Linked DNA regions of Mus musculus: regions 2, 3, 4 and 5 are each linked to region 1. A link is a contact called in public HiChIP or PLAC-seq, Micro-C and promoter capture Hi-C data. All regions are on one chromosome and are shown on one strand. The core of a region is the stretch at or near the end of the contact, and the rest is flanking DNA. Distances in the headings are between cores, read along the strand shown.

Region 1 (2,574 bases), core at 34-2,533:
TTTTCTAATTCAAGCACCTTTCTGTCAATGACACCCCAGCCTCACAGACATTTGTGACTGCCTGAAGAACTACAGTGTCTCACACCCTTCAAAGAGGCCCTCCACTTACTTTGTACAAATCTCCCCTAAAACTTTGGAAGAGTGGAACAATGCTATAAATATATGTTCAGTGGATTACAGCAAGCAAAGTGAAGCTTCAATTTGAGCACTTAGCTGGCAAACTGGGCAGTGCAAGATTTTTTTAACCAATTTCCTACATTAAAAAAAAAAACAGATGCCAAAAAATGTTAAAAATTTAGTTTTCTTGGGTTATAACACTATGAAGACTTAATGGTGTTATGTAAAGATTTTAGGAAATCAAGATACGAGGTTTATACCCCCGTGGTTCCTTATGTATTTATCAAAATTCAGTATCCCTAAAGAGCCCCAGGGCCGCTCAAATAAGGCGCACAAAAGCTGAGAGGCAAACTGTTTCACAGATCATCCCCATAACCGAGGCCCTTGAGGCCCTTGCCTCGGAGAAGAGAACAGTCTCCAAAGAGTTAGCCAGCCGAAGTACAATCACAGCGCTACCCAGCAGAAACACCGGGAAGCGAACGCGGAAGCCAGGGCAACCGGGCGGCCAGCCCCGGACGTCGCTAGGAGGTGCGGGGCAGCCAGGACCAACCTGTGCTGTCGCCGGCAGAACCCCGTGGCCCTCCCGGAGCGGCCTCTCCCGGCCCGCGGCCCCGCCCGGCTCTCGGGGTCGGTCCATTCATTCCGCACCCGGGACTGCCGCAGCCCCGAGCCCCTGCGGAGGAAGAGAAGGGAGCTCCGGGGCAGAGCGGCCGGCCACGGGCCACCACCCGCGCCCAGAGTCCAGGCCACGCCGCGATTCCCGCCCCGCGGAGGAACAGAAGCCGCCGAGGCCCGCACCGGTCCCGCGCCAGAGCCCGAAGCCCGCAGCCCCGCCCTCTCCCGGGCAGCCGCCAGGGCCTCCCCGGCCGCGGCCGCACCGCCCGGGCGTCCCGCTTGTCCGGCGTTCAGAGGCGGCCGGAAGTCTCCCCGGCGCCCCCTCCTCAGCGCCCGACTTCCTCGCCGCCGAGGCCGGACCCTTCTCCGCGATGCCTTAGAGAGGCCTCTCGGAGGCTGCGGAGGGAAGCGGACGGCCGCGCGGCCCGGCGCGCCGGAGCAGAGCCAGTGGCCCGAAGCCCGCCTGGGCGGTTACCTTGATGATCCTGCGGGGCAGCCCGGCCATCTTGTCAGATCCCGAGTTCGGCCTCTGCTCTTGTCTCCGGCTCCGCTCTCCTCACGCTCGAGTGGAAGTCCCGGGCTCCACTTCCGGGGAACGTCGCCGCGCCCGCCTGTCGCTACCTCCGCCGAGGCCCCTCGGGAAATGTAGTCCCTGCTAGGACGCGGGCTTCCGACAGCCTTCCCTCCGACCTGGTGGCCCCCTCCCCCGCGCTCCCCGCCCCAACCCCAGCCGGGGGTGGCGGAAGTGACGCTCCGCGGCGGGGCAGGGACTTGGGGGGAGGCGGCGCGAGGCGGCGCCGAGCTTCTTGGCCCGTGGCAGAATCGGCAACACTGGGCGGCCGGCGTCCACGAGCGAGCGCTGTACGTGCGACCACGCCTGCGTCGGGGGGCGACGTAACAAAGGCCCGGCCCCCGACGCAGCCCATTCATTCATTCGTTCCGTTTGTTCATTCAGCGTGTCCGCAGTGCGCGTGGCGGGCTGGCGCTGCAGCGGTTCCCTGCGGACAGGGCAGGCGGGTCGCGCGCTCCTCCTCGGTGGCGAACAGGCCGGAAGTCAATACCAAAGCTTCTAACTGGGAATAACGCTGCTTGCCAAGGACCACACACACACCCGCGACAAAAAAAATTTTTTCTAAACGTTTAAATTTCACATAAAAAAGGGGGCCTCTCTGGCGCTCCCCAAAAGAGAGTTCGGAACAAGGGAGGAGGCAAAAGGCACGGCCTCTAAACGCCTGGATCCTGCAGGATATTTAATCTTTGTGGTTGTTGGTTTTCCTGAGAAAGGGCTCCCTATGTAACCAAGTCTGGCCTGGTGCTCTCTATTCTGTACGCACCGAGCTGACTTGGAACTCGTGATTCTCCTGCCTCTGCCCCCTGAGTAGAGCTAGGCTTGTGCCACCACTTAAGGTTGAGCCTAGCAATCGAGATTTACGTGCTAACTAGAAGAAGGATCTGATTAGAGTGTAAGGGTCCATGCATGATTCGCTGAAGAATGATACCCCAGACCCAAACGGTATGTAAACGCAGAGAGGGCTTTATTCTGCAGAAGTCCAGCTTGCTAGGGTCTCTCATTCCAAGATGGAGACCTGGAAGTGAGCTCACAGTTCAGATTTAAAGCACATTAGGGGTGTGGTGGGGACATGAGTGGCTGAAAACTGTTGCTGAGGAAGTCTGGAAACTACTGCTGACCCACTGTCCTTGCTTCAGGCCAGGTGGTGGGGCAGCTTCTGAGGCCTGGACTTGCCTAGTTCTTAGAAACAGGGATTTAGGCCTCGTCTTCTGAATTGCCAATTTGAAGTCAGCCTAGCCTTCTCAAGGGGATAGAAAAGCCTGTAATCCCCA
Region 2 (2,574 bases), core at 38-2,537, 340 kb after region 1:
TCCCTCTCAAACTTCCCTTGGCCTCTGTCTCTGGCACACTCCAGTTCCTCCACCTTTGCATATGCGGTTCCCTTAGGAGGGGCTGGACCACCCTCTTTACCCAGCATTCTCTTTTCAGGAGCTAGCTTTAGCTTCTTCGCTCCATGGCTCACATCCAGTTAGAGGTCCCCCTCCCCGCCCCCCGTAGAATGTCAGTGTCTGTACAGTGGCACAGTTACAGCCACACACACACTGGCACTCTTCAGAATCCTGTTTAGCAAGTGTAAGGTCAAGCTCTCCCCAGCACCTACTCCTACGCTGTAGGCTTGGCTGGGATGGTGAGACAGCTCGAATGGCTTCTAGTCTCTTCTCCCATCACATCTTGCCTCTATGGCTTGTTTTTTTCCTCAGGGAGAGGGGATGCTCTGGCTTCCTGCTTCTGTACCTTCTATTCTGGGCGATGTTTTATATTGAGGCTGCCAGGAGAGAGAAGCTGTCAGTTTGGCCTCGAGCCCCTCCCCACGACCCTTCAAGGGGAGCAGCACTCACAGCTTGGAGCAGCACACTGCTGGCCCCCAGGCTGGTATTGAGGGGAGTGGTTTTCAGCCAGAGCTCTTGATAAGATTTCTGACAAAAAGAGACAGGAGTTTAAAAAACAAAAACAAAAAAAACCTTGTGACAAAATAGTGTGTCCGTGAGCATGATACATGTTTGTCTGTCTATATACACAAGGAGGCAGAATTAAGCAACTATCCATGGATTTTTCTTCTTAGATCTTCTGCAGTGAACACTTTTAAGAGATGCTAAGCGGATGGCCTAGTTGGTCATCAAAGGGAGGAGAGGCCCTTGGTCTTGTGAAGATTCTATGCCCCAGTATAGAGGAATGCCAGGGCCAGGAAGCAGGAGTGGGTGGGTTGGGGAGCAGGGGTAGGGAGTAGGGGATAGGGGATTTTCGGAGAGGAAACTAGGAAAGGGGATAGCATTTGAAATGTAAATGAAGAAAACATTTAATTAAAAAAAAAAAACTGAAGGGGGGGGCGGTTTCAGCGGCACGCACGGTTCAGCCCACGAAACTGAGCAGTACAAAAAGACCGGAAATAGTCGCCTATCTGCCCCGCCCCATTCTCAAGTCTTCCCTATATGAGGTGCTTGCTTTATTCAATTTCCTGTTCTTTTCCTCCTCAGGTGACTGGATGGCCGGAATCCCCTCACACATCCTCAGCAGCTCGCCATCAGACCAGCAGATTAACCAGCTGGCTCAGAGGCTAGGCCCGGAGTGGGAGCCCGTGGTCCTGTCTCTGGGACTGTCCCAGACCGACATCTACCGCTGCAAGGCCAACCATCCCCACAACGTGCATTCGCAGGTGGTGGAGGCCTTTGTCCGCTGGCGCCAGCGTTTTGGGAAGCAGGCCACCTTCCTAAGCTTACACAAGGGCCTCCAGGCAGTGGAGGCTGATCCCTCCCTGCTCCAGCACATGCTGGAGTGACCTGACCCCCCCCCGCGCCCCCCCCCCACTTGCTGTGGGGGTGGTGGGGCGTGGGTTCCCAAGTCACACTGGCTGAACCGGACTTTTCTCAGCAGGTGGCTTTGTTCTGGGCTTTTCAGTGATCTGTTTACGGAAAGAGATCGTCCACCACTCACTCAACCATCGATTGGCTTTAATTGCTTGAAGACTGCGCTGTTGTAACTATGGTTTGGAACTTTGTGGCTGGCCTTTAACAGGAGGCCAGAAAAAACACAACACCCACCCTACCCAACCCCCCAAAAAATCATGCTACAGCATCGAATGCAGGTGTCCTGCATACAAGGCAGCTACACTTGTGTTGCCTGGAGACTGGATTGTGCATTTAGCTCTTCATAATGGTGATGATAATAAAAAAGCAAATTGTGATATAGAATGTGCCTCTTTCAATGAGAGAGTATTATATCACACACACACACACACACACACACACACATACACACACACACACCACTCTTCTGTTGCATAGACGGAGGGTGTAAAAATATGGGAGTGGAGCAAGATTGATAGCAGTCATGTGACGACGGAGATAAATAACTCAGGCAGGATGTATAGATTAAGCATGAGACACCGAAGCTCCCTGCAGAGGCCAGGGAGAGAACGGAAGACCTTCATCTTAACAAATTGTATGAGGAGTCTCTGTCCATTTGTTAAAGGCATTGGATCAGAGACAAGAGGGCTCAGTGTTTCTCTTGAGGCCTGAATGGCTGAAGGCGGTGAGTTCCCGAGGGGCGTCATGGGTTGTCCAGCCTTTCATTAACTGCACATAGTGTTAGCCAGACAGGTGTACGTGTTTGTCATCCCATCTAAGAGACTGAAGCAGGAGGATCACCTGTACATGACTGCTTCTTTCAACATTTTAAAATGTGTAACTTCTATTAAATTCTCTCAGTGCAAATAAAGTGCGTGTCCATTGTGTCCTTTCAAAAACCTAACAATAGATAAGATGAGGAGAAGCAAGAGTCTCCTTGTACTCCCCGCAGTCAGTCAGCTTTGCTCTGCTCTGCCGTCAGTTTCTTAGTTAAGCCCGCCCGCACATCCCTTCTGCAGCTGGAGCAGGATTGCCCTGTAA
Region 3 (2,574 bases), core at 45-2,544, 300 kb after region 1:
TGTGCTCTGCTAGTCCTGCAAGTAACTAAGATGACTCTGTTATCTGATTTTCATTTTCTTTAACATCAAATTGAAAATAAAAACTGTGTCCACTCCAGCAGGTCCTGAATGTGAGTCGCCCCTAGCTATAAATGGCCCACTATGTGATCTCTATTTTCCTCAGCTTATTGGTTCCTTGACTGGCGGGCTAGATCTCAAAGAGATAAGGCTTTCTGGGCTCAAGTTGCTCACTGCAGTCACATGACTTGTCTGAAACCAGAGTTCTCACCGTCCACGGTGGACTTGTTGTTGTTGTTGTTGTTTTGTTTTGATTTATATTGGTCACTCATTGCAAGCCAGAGTTATCTGGGAAGGGAAACCCAGATTAAGAAAATGCCTCCAGCCGCGCATGGTGGCGCACACCTTTAATCCCAGCACTCGGGAGGCAAAGGCAGGAGGATTTCTGAGTTTAAGGCCAGCCTGGTCTACAAAGTGAGTTCCAGGACAGCCAGGGCTATACAGAGAAACCCTGTCTCGAGAAACCCTGTCTCGAGAAACCCAAAAAAAAAAAAAAAAAAAAAAGAAGAAGAAGAAAGAAAGAAAGAAAGAAAGAAAGAAAGAAAGAGAAAATGCCTCTATCAGATTAACCTGTGGGAAAGTCCGTGGGTCATTTTCTTGATTAATGGTTGATGTGGGAGGGCCCAGGTGACTATGGGTGGTGACACCCCTGGGCAGGTGGTCCTGGGCAAGCCAGTAAGCCGGATTCCTTTCTGACCTCTGCTTCAGTTCCTGCCTCTAGGTTCCTACCTAGAGTCCCTGCCCTGGCTTCCCTCAGTGATGAAAGTATCCTGAGAACCGAAAGGTGAAACGGGCCTTTCCTCCTCACTGTGTCTCGTCACACTGACGGCAACCTGAGAAAATAAGGACATTGTTTTACTCTCAGCATCGTGTGTGGAGTCAGAGGAGGCAGGACATGTGAGGACACTGAGAACCATGGGAACTGGGCCTTGTCATTGACCCCATGAGACTGAAGACTCGCTTTCCTGCAGCCTCCCTTCACAGCGGAGGCCACGGCTCTCCACTCCTTCCTTCTGTGGCTTCCTTGTATGTCAGAGACCACGGTGGCCATTCCTTTTTATTTTTCTACCCAGCCCCTGTTGTCCAATCCCTGTGTCAACAGAGAGTGTCCTTTCTTCCCAGAAGTGCCTCAGTACTTTTCCAGGAAGCTGCGTGTTCCCTCCAAGCCGAAGCTGAGCAATGCCTGGCGTGGTCATTTGTTTTCAGAGTCGCTGGCTTGTCACTAGAGTCAGCTAGAAAGTGCGAGGTGCCTGCTCAGGCCAAGGCCAGCACTGCTTTCCCCAGACTCACTGAGTGTGCGCAGCCTCGATACAGCAGGCCCTACGCTAGTCAGAAAGAATTGGAAAATGGGTGAGGCCGGTTACTTGTTGGTAATTTGAGACAGAAAGAACTGATTGGCTTGGGAAATTATAGAAAATGACTAAGGCACACAGCCAAAATTAAAATATCAAGTACACATTTTACTTTAAAAAAAAAAGGTTTTAAACTTTAAAGTATACCACCAGTTCCTAGGGATAAGGATGGAGGTCGGTGGGAGGGAGGAGGGAGACTGAGAGGCCAGCCTGAGCTGGTCAGAGGAGCTCCGTGGATTACCTCGTGTCCTTGCTAGCTCCCAGCTGGAAAACAGCATTGGATTGCCCACATTATGTCAGATGCCTCGGTGAACTTGGCTAAAACTCTGTATCTTCAGCATTCTAGACAGGAAGGAATTTTGTAGGAGAGATGTTTATAGAAAATAATACTGTAGAAAGACAAAGCCAAGATAGTCCAAGTTATTATATTGTCGTTGTCGTCGTCGTTGTTGTTGTTATTGTTATCTCTTTCACAAATCCCGTGTGGGGCTTTCTAAGTAGAGATCTTACAGTAAATAAAAGTAGTCGGAACTGTTTGGAAGGAACACCCTGAGCCTGAGCCTGCGCCGCTTCCTGTCTCCCCCACCGCTCTGTGGCTCTGCCCTCTACTGGAGTTTTCTTTGAAGAGTCATAAGCAGCTGGAGATGGATGCTGCCCGAGCGAAGGATGTTGTGGAAGCTGACCCAAGGCCACAGAGTTGTAGCCCATTTGAGGAACACTTTACGACTGCGGCTCCTGTAGAGCTCCTCTGGTTAGACAGTGCGCAGGATCCCTCCCAGGAACCAATGGCACTCCTGTCTCCTCCTCATCTCCCAGAAGCAAAGAGGTCAGCTCGAAGTACAGCTCCGCCAGGCGTGGCCTAAATACTGTGTGGGGGTTCACTTTGGCTCATCTGGAATTTCATGCTACCATATCCTGACTTCGAGTCTCTGCTTCTTTGGAAATAGTGAGGGCTTCACCCATTCTTTTTCTAGTTATTCAGAAAAATGAAATCTGTGGTTTAGTTCACCAACTGTCTTTTAGTCAAGAGATACTTGTGCCAGAAAAAAATCAAAGTACTTGAAGTTTGAAAAAGCAATGTGGTTTGTCAGGCTTAGTCACTATCTTTAACTTTACCCTGACCATATTGGCTCTTAGGTTCCAAATTTTGGCTAGAAGTGAATTT
Region 4 (2,574 bases), core at 33-2,532, 280 kb before region 1:
CTTGGGGACCTGGTTGGTTGGTATTGTTGTTCTTCCTATGGGGCTGCAAACCCCTTCACCTCCTCCAGTCCTTTAACTCCTCCACTGGGGACCCCATGCTCAGTCCAATGGATGGCTGTGAGCATCCACCTCTGTATTTGTCAGGCTCTGGCAAAGCCGCTCAGGAGACAGCTAAAACAGGCCCCTGTCAGCAAGCACTTCCTGGCATCCACAATAGTGTCTGGGTTTGGTGACTGTATATGGGATGGATCCCCAGGTGGAGCAGTCTCTGGGTATCTGCTCCACATTTTGTCTCAGTATTTTCTCCCATGATTATTTTGTTCCCCCTTCTAAGAAAGACCAAAGCATCCACACTTTGGTCTTCCTTCTTCTTGAGCTTCATGTGGTCTGTGAATTGTATCTTGGGTATTCCAAGCTTTTGGGTTAATATCCACTTATAAGTGAGTGCATACCATGTGTGTTCTTTTGTGATTGGGTTACCTCACTGTCTTAGTCAGGGTTTCTATTCCTGCACAAACATCGTGACCAAGAAGCAGTTGGGGAGGAAAGGGTTTATTCGGCTTACACTTCCATACTGCTGTTCATCACCAAAGGAAGTCAGGACTGGAACTCAAGCAGGTCAGGAAGCAGGAGCTGATGCAGAGGCCATGGAGGGATGTTCCTTACTGGCTTGCCTCACCTGGCTTGCTCATCTTGCTTTCTTATAGAACCCAAGACTACCAGGCCAGAGATGGTCCCACCCACAAGGGGCCTTTCCCCCTTGATCACTAATTGAGAAAATGCCTTACAGTTGGATCTCATGGAGGCATTTCCTCAACTGAAGCTCCTTTCTCTGTGGTAACTCCAGCTGTGTCAAGTTGACACAAAACTAGCCAGTACACTCACTTAGGATGATATTTTCTAGTTCCATTCATTTGCTGAAGAATTTCATGAATTCATTGTTTTTAATAGCTGAGTAGTACTCCATTGTGTAAATGTACCACATTTTCTGTATCCATTCCTCTGTTGAGGGACATCTGGGTTTTTTCTAGCTCCTGGCTATTATAAATAAGGCTGCTATGAACATAGTGGAGCATGTGTCCTTGTTATATGTTGGAGCATCTTTTGGGTATATGCCCAGTAGAGGTATAGCTGGGTTCTCAGGTGGTACTATGTCCAATCTTCTGAGGACTCACCAAACTGATTTGATATGACCAGTCTTAATCGAGCATGCTCTAGCATGAGCCATCAATGTAACCATGAACCAATCATGAACACCCCTGAAGCTGCCCTCTTCCAAAGCCAAGGTTAAAAATGATCAACATGTATGTTGAAATCCTCAACTTTGCTAAGGAACAGGACAGGAAGAGAGTGGGCAGAAACGGCAAAGGGAGGCAGAGACTCAACCTTTAACAAACCGGGAAGAAAACAAGGAGGAAAAAGCTAAGCAGATTCAATGAGCAGTCTCAAAAACAAACCTCTCTTCCTTCCATTATTACTGCTTTGTGCAGGGTTTGCACAGCTAGACAATCTCCTGTCTGCTTCAAAAATCAGACAGGATAACAGGAAATGGTTTGGGATTCCACAGTGATTATAGCTACTTAAGAATGACTTACCAAAAAACTCTCAAACAGATGGTATGGAGCATTTGATTACGGGCTTATCCTGCAAGGCAACAGAGAACATGTCTTTCTCTATGAATATAGAAGGGAAATGCAGAAAAGGAGGGGGATACCCTGGCAACCTTGCCCAGCCCCCTTTCATATCCACATTATAATTAGGATGGCCCTAAATGGGTCTCTGCTTTACACGTCGTTCAAAACCAAGTTGTATAATGTCGACGGCATGAATTCCCAGTGCGGAAGGATACTGAAGAGCTTGCAGCCTAAACCTCTTACTTTACAGATATGGAAACGGAGACGTGAGAAAGTAACAGATTTGCCCACGGTTTCATTATAGCAAATGTGGGGCTTGGGTCTCCTAACTTAAGGCTTTCACATTGGCCTTTATACAAGCTAATATTCACGAAAAGGGAAACATCAAAATCTGTTAGCACCATTATTACTAAATTAGCACCAGTCTGGGCTGAGCAATTATCAGAACTTGAAGCTGATGGGTAATGCCATTTGAGTCCAGTTAACGAGCCAAAAGCTGAGTTCCTTAATAACATTTAACATTAATCAGCATTTGGCTTCGGTTTGTGACAAGCGTTTCCAAAACATCGCAGACAATTACAATATTCTCAGCTTTGCTTAGTGTAAATACGGGATGAAAGACAGTCAAAATTTCCTAAATGACAGTCTCCAGAATGGAAATAATGAGTCCCACAGAGAAGGTACAGTGTGTTCATCTTTCCAGCGAGCCAAATATAATTTGGGAGCTAATGAGGTCACCGAGAGCTGACAGACAGCGAAGCTTCTGCTGGGTGAAAATGCAAACACCTCTTTCTACAGTGGGAGAGCGGGATCAGTGGGTGACACAGTCACAGAAGAGACGCTGAGCTTCACACCCACCCCCATCCCCACCGTGCTGTGGGCAATGACACAAAGGAGAGGTTTTCCTGAGCGGGGTACGATGCCCCACTCAAAGTGAGAA
Region 5 (2,574 bases), core at 47-2,546, 260 kb before region 1:
CCTTAATAAAATTTGCCTCCAAGATGCCCTGCAGGGAAAATGACCTAGCTGGGGAGGGACCCTGTTCCAACTTCCTAACTGCTGATGCTCACCAAGTATCCTCTGAAAAGGTTGCAGGGGCTGGTGGGGGGGGGGGGAGGGGGAGAAGGTCTATGCCACTTCCTGGCATTTAATGGCACCAAGTGTTTTAGTGTAATATATTTATATCCCCTGTTCACGGCTGCCTTCCCTAAGTCAACCTCTCCCACATTGGCTCGGCTGTAGATGGCCCAGAGCAGTGTGGAAACTTGGCCTCATTCAAGGTCAGAACATTTGAGAAGAGGAGGGGTCACCCCAGTGATGATTTTTTTTTTTTTTTAACCAATCTTTCCTTTTTTTTTTTCTTCAGAAAGCAAGAATGGATCTATGGGGTGGAAATAATGAACCATTTATATCCCAAAATGAGACTGCCAGGAAAAACAAACACCAAAAGAGAACATTTTATCAGAGGGTTTACTGCCCAAGGCTAACGGGGTACAAGGTACTGAGTGTTCGGTGGCCTGGGCCAAGAGCTACAGTAAGTCATGCCTTTCCCTCCTGCCAGCCCGATCAGACTGCCTTAACCACCTGGTGGTGAAGAGCTTTAGCGTTGTCTAAGTGAGTATGGGCGGATACACCACATACTTGATAGCAACGTAGCGGCTGTTGCCACACTGGACAAGTGCGTCTGCGTAATAGTTGCGTAAGTCAGAGAGGCTCAGGCGGAGTACATCAGTGGGGGACCTGCTAACCTGTGGCTTATGTAACTAGGAGCCAGCCCTCCAGGGTGCTTCTGGTCGCCTTGGAAAGAATGTTCGGTCTTTGAACTTGGCCCGGGCTTCCAGCGGTTCTTTGCCCCAAAGGTGTGTGGAATGGCTCAGCTGTCAGCACCTGCTGGGGAGATAAAGGAGAGCACCCATAGCCTGATCCTCGTTGAGCACCAATACAGAGGAGGCTAGTGACAGGACCCAGATGGCCTCCCCCTCCCCACCCCACCCCACCAAACACCCTACGTGGATGGAGACCAAGGTCCCTTTATTTAAGGAGGCAGAATCCATAAGCCTGCTGCGATGGAAGACAAAGGTGAAAGGATTCCCTCTAAGCTAGGAACCTTAGCTATGACAGCACACTGTTGCATGGTCTGGGCATTGTGCTCTTCCCTGTGGACTGGAAATCTGGCACTCAGCTTTTCTCCTAGCTTACCTGGAGCAGGATAGTAAAGTAGGTCAAATTTGGGTCTGCTGCCCTCTCACCTCCAATCACCACACCGCTGCCCATGTCGAGACCTAGCTGTTTCCATCCGAGCTTCCAATCGTTCTTGCTCTGAACACCTGCTCGGCACCAGGTGTTGTGCCAAACACCAGGCAGTGAGCAGGCAGGACTTCCTTGGCACCGGGTGACCCCCTGTAGTGCCCTGGGCCTCTACCCATGTCTGTCAGGTTTGCCATGAATCCACGTGGCTCACACTATGTGACTCACACTACTAGTCACCAACTGTGGTTCTGTCCATCTCAGCCTTGGAGATAGGAGTCTTTGTTTTCATCATTACATATGAATGGATTATTCCTAGGAAACAATGGCAACTGTACATTGTTCCTGGGGGTTTCTGCAATCCTAGCACTTAGAGGATTTGAGGCAGGAGAATCGTGAATTCTAGGACAGCCTGAACTATGGAGTGGAAGCTTGCTGAAGAAGAAAAAGTGGATGGCCAGAAGAAATTATGTCTCCTACAGAATGGACCAGGACTCACTGGCCAGTTGGAGGTGGGAAATGGAGAGGAGGCCCCACAATGAGCAGAATAGTTCCATTCCCAGCAGAGATCAAGATACCTCCATCACATCCTCACGTATTGGTGACCTGAGTGTATAGTGGGTGAGAGAACACACTCTAGAGCTGGATTGACGAGGTAGGTTCGAGTCTCAGCATATTAGACTAAATGTTAAAAAGCACTTGATCTTTGTCTTAGTTAGGGTTTTACTGCTGTGAACAGACACCATGACCAAAGCAAGTCTTATAAAGGACAATATTTAATTGGGGCTGCCTTACAGGTTCAGAGGTTCAGTCCATTATCATCCAGGTGGGAGCAAGGCAGCGTCTAGGCAGGTATGGTACAGGCAGAGCTGAGAGTTCTACATTTTCATCTGAAAGCTGCTAGCAGAAGACTGGCTTCCAGGAAGCTAGGATGAGGGTCTTAAAACCCATACCTGCAGTGACACACTTACTCCAACAAGGCCATGCACACTCCAACAGGGCCACACCTTCTAATCGCGCCACTCCCTGGGCTAAGCATATACAAACGATAACCGTCTTCATTCCTTCATTTGTCTCTCATGAAAAGAAAGACAATGGAAATGTCTAATTGTATCTAAAAGGGTGTTTTAGGGATTAATATGCATTAATATGTGAGAGATCTCCATAAGATTGAGGTGCATAGTAAGCACTCTATAAGTACGGACTTTGGTTTTACACTAAAAGTCTATGCTTTTCTACTTTGCGGCCAGATTCTCACTGGAGTCTCTATTCAAAAACAGATGGCTCCTTAGCCAAGCTGCTGTT

What was found. Promoter capture Hi-C pulls out the DNA fragments that hold promoters and counts their contacts. Hi-C and Micro-C count contacts between places; a contact is called where the count stands out from the background. HiChIP or PLAC-seq counts read pairs in DNA pulled down with a chosen protein or histone mark.
Region 2: a contact with region 1 is called in a Micro-C map of embryonic stem cells, with 4 times the contacts expected there. The contact joins the enhancer-like site here to the promoter of Ube2n in region 1. A contact is called at or near these places in 5 of 39 promoter capture datasets (the 3T3-L1 cell line, embryonic stem cells, liver and 2 more), 1 of 484 Hi-C or Micro-C datasets (embryonic stem cells), 6 of 115 datasets of contacts at active chromatin or transcription factors (bone marrow-derived macrophages, effector CD8 T cells, embryonic stem cells and 1 more) and 2 of 9 other capture datasets (adipose tissue and liver).
Region 3: an H3K27ac HiChIP or PLAC-seq map of embryonic stem cells shows a contact between it and region 1, with 27 read pairs. The contact joins the enhancer-like site here to the promoter of Ube2n in region 1. A contact is called at or near these places in 1 of 39 promoter capture datasets (liver), 1 of 484 Hi-C or Micro-C datasets (embryonic stem cells), 2 of 115 datasets of contacts at active chromatin or transcription factors (both in embryonic stem cells) and 1 of 9 other capture datasets (liver).
Region 4: a promoter capture Hi-C map of liver shows a contact between it and region 1. The contact joins the enhancer-like site here to the promoter of Ube2n in region 1. A contact is called at or near these places in 3 of 39 promoter capture datasets (cranial neural crest, liver and neutrophils), 1 of 15 datasets of contacts at CTCF or cohesin (the NIH/3T3 cell line), 3 of 115 datasets of contacts at active chromatin or transcription factors (acute myeloid leukemia and embryonic stem cells) and 1 of 9 other capture datasets (liver).
Region 5: a contact with region 1 is called in an H3K4me3 HiChIP or PLAC-seq map of embryonic stem cells, with 12 read pairs. The contact joins the promoter of 4732465J04Rik here to the promoter of Ube2n in region 1. A contact is called at or near these places in 2 of 39 promoter capture datasets (both in liver), 1 of 15 datasets of contacts at CTCF or cohesin (the NIH/3T3 cell line), 5 of 115 datasets of contacts at active chromatin or transcription factors (acute myeloid leukemia, embryonic stem cells, hepatocytes and 1 more) and 1 of 9 other capture datasets (adipose tissue).

What each region holds. Positions count from the first base shown.
Region 1 is chr10:95,513,871-95,516,444 of GRCm38.p6, reverse strand. It overlaps Ube2n (ubiquitin-conjugating enzyme E2N), which reads right to left and starts at 1,283. Exons shown (of 4, transcript NM_080560.3): 1 at 1,208-1,283. The coding sequence starts at 1,237. It overlaps Gm46239 (a long non-coding RNA gene), which reads left to right and starts at 2,189. Exons shown (of 2, transcript XR_001779843.2): 1 at 2,189-2,245.
Region 2 is chr10:95,174,569-95,177,142 of GRCm38.p6, reverse strand. It overlaps Cradd (CASP2 and RIPK1 domain containing adaptor with death domain), which reads left to right. Exons shown (of 3, transcript NM_001330138.1): 3 at 1,165-2,404. The coding sequence ends at 1,466. Among named protein-coding and RNA genes, the nearest start is that of Gm29684, 30 kb to the right of the region's middle. Within about 2 kb of position 1,287, at least 26 of the 459 cell types and tissues checked have an H3K27ac peak or open chromatin away from gene starts, as enhancers often do. A contact at or near this core is called in embryonic stem cells, where this site is marked.
Region 3 is chr10:95,217,586-95,220,159 of GRCm38.p6, reverse strand. All of the region lies in intron 2 of Cradd (CASP2 and RIPK1 domain containing adaptor with death domain), which reads left to right. Among named protein-coding and RNA genes, the nearest start is that of Gm29684, 73 kb to the right of the region's middle. Within about 2 kb of position 1,294, at least 52 of the 459 cell types and tissues checked have an H3K27ac peak or open chromatin away from gene starts, as enhancers often do. A contact at or near this core is called in embryonic stem cells and liver, where this site is marked.
Region 4 is chr10:95,790,754-95,793,327 of GRCm38.p6, reverse strand. The region is part of intron 4 of 4732465J04Rik (a long non-coding RNA gene); the gene reads right to left. Among named protein-coding and RNA genes, the nearest start is that of 4732465J04Rik, 19 kb to the right of the region's middle. Within about 2 kb of position 1,282, at least 6 of the 459 cell types and tissues checked have an H3K27ac peak or open chromatin away from gene starts, as enhancers often do.
Region 5 is chr10:95,771,855-95,774,428 of GRCm38.p6, reverse strand. It overlaps 4732465J04Rik (a long non-coding RNA gene), which reads right to left and starts at 1,296. Exons shown (of 5, transcript XR_380952.1): 1 at 1,222-1,296; 2 at 664-706.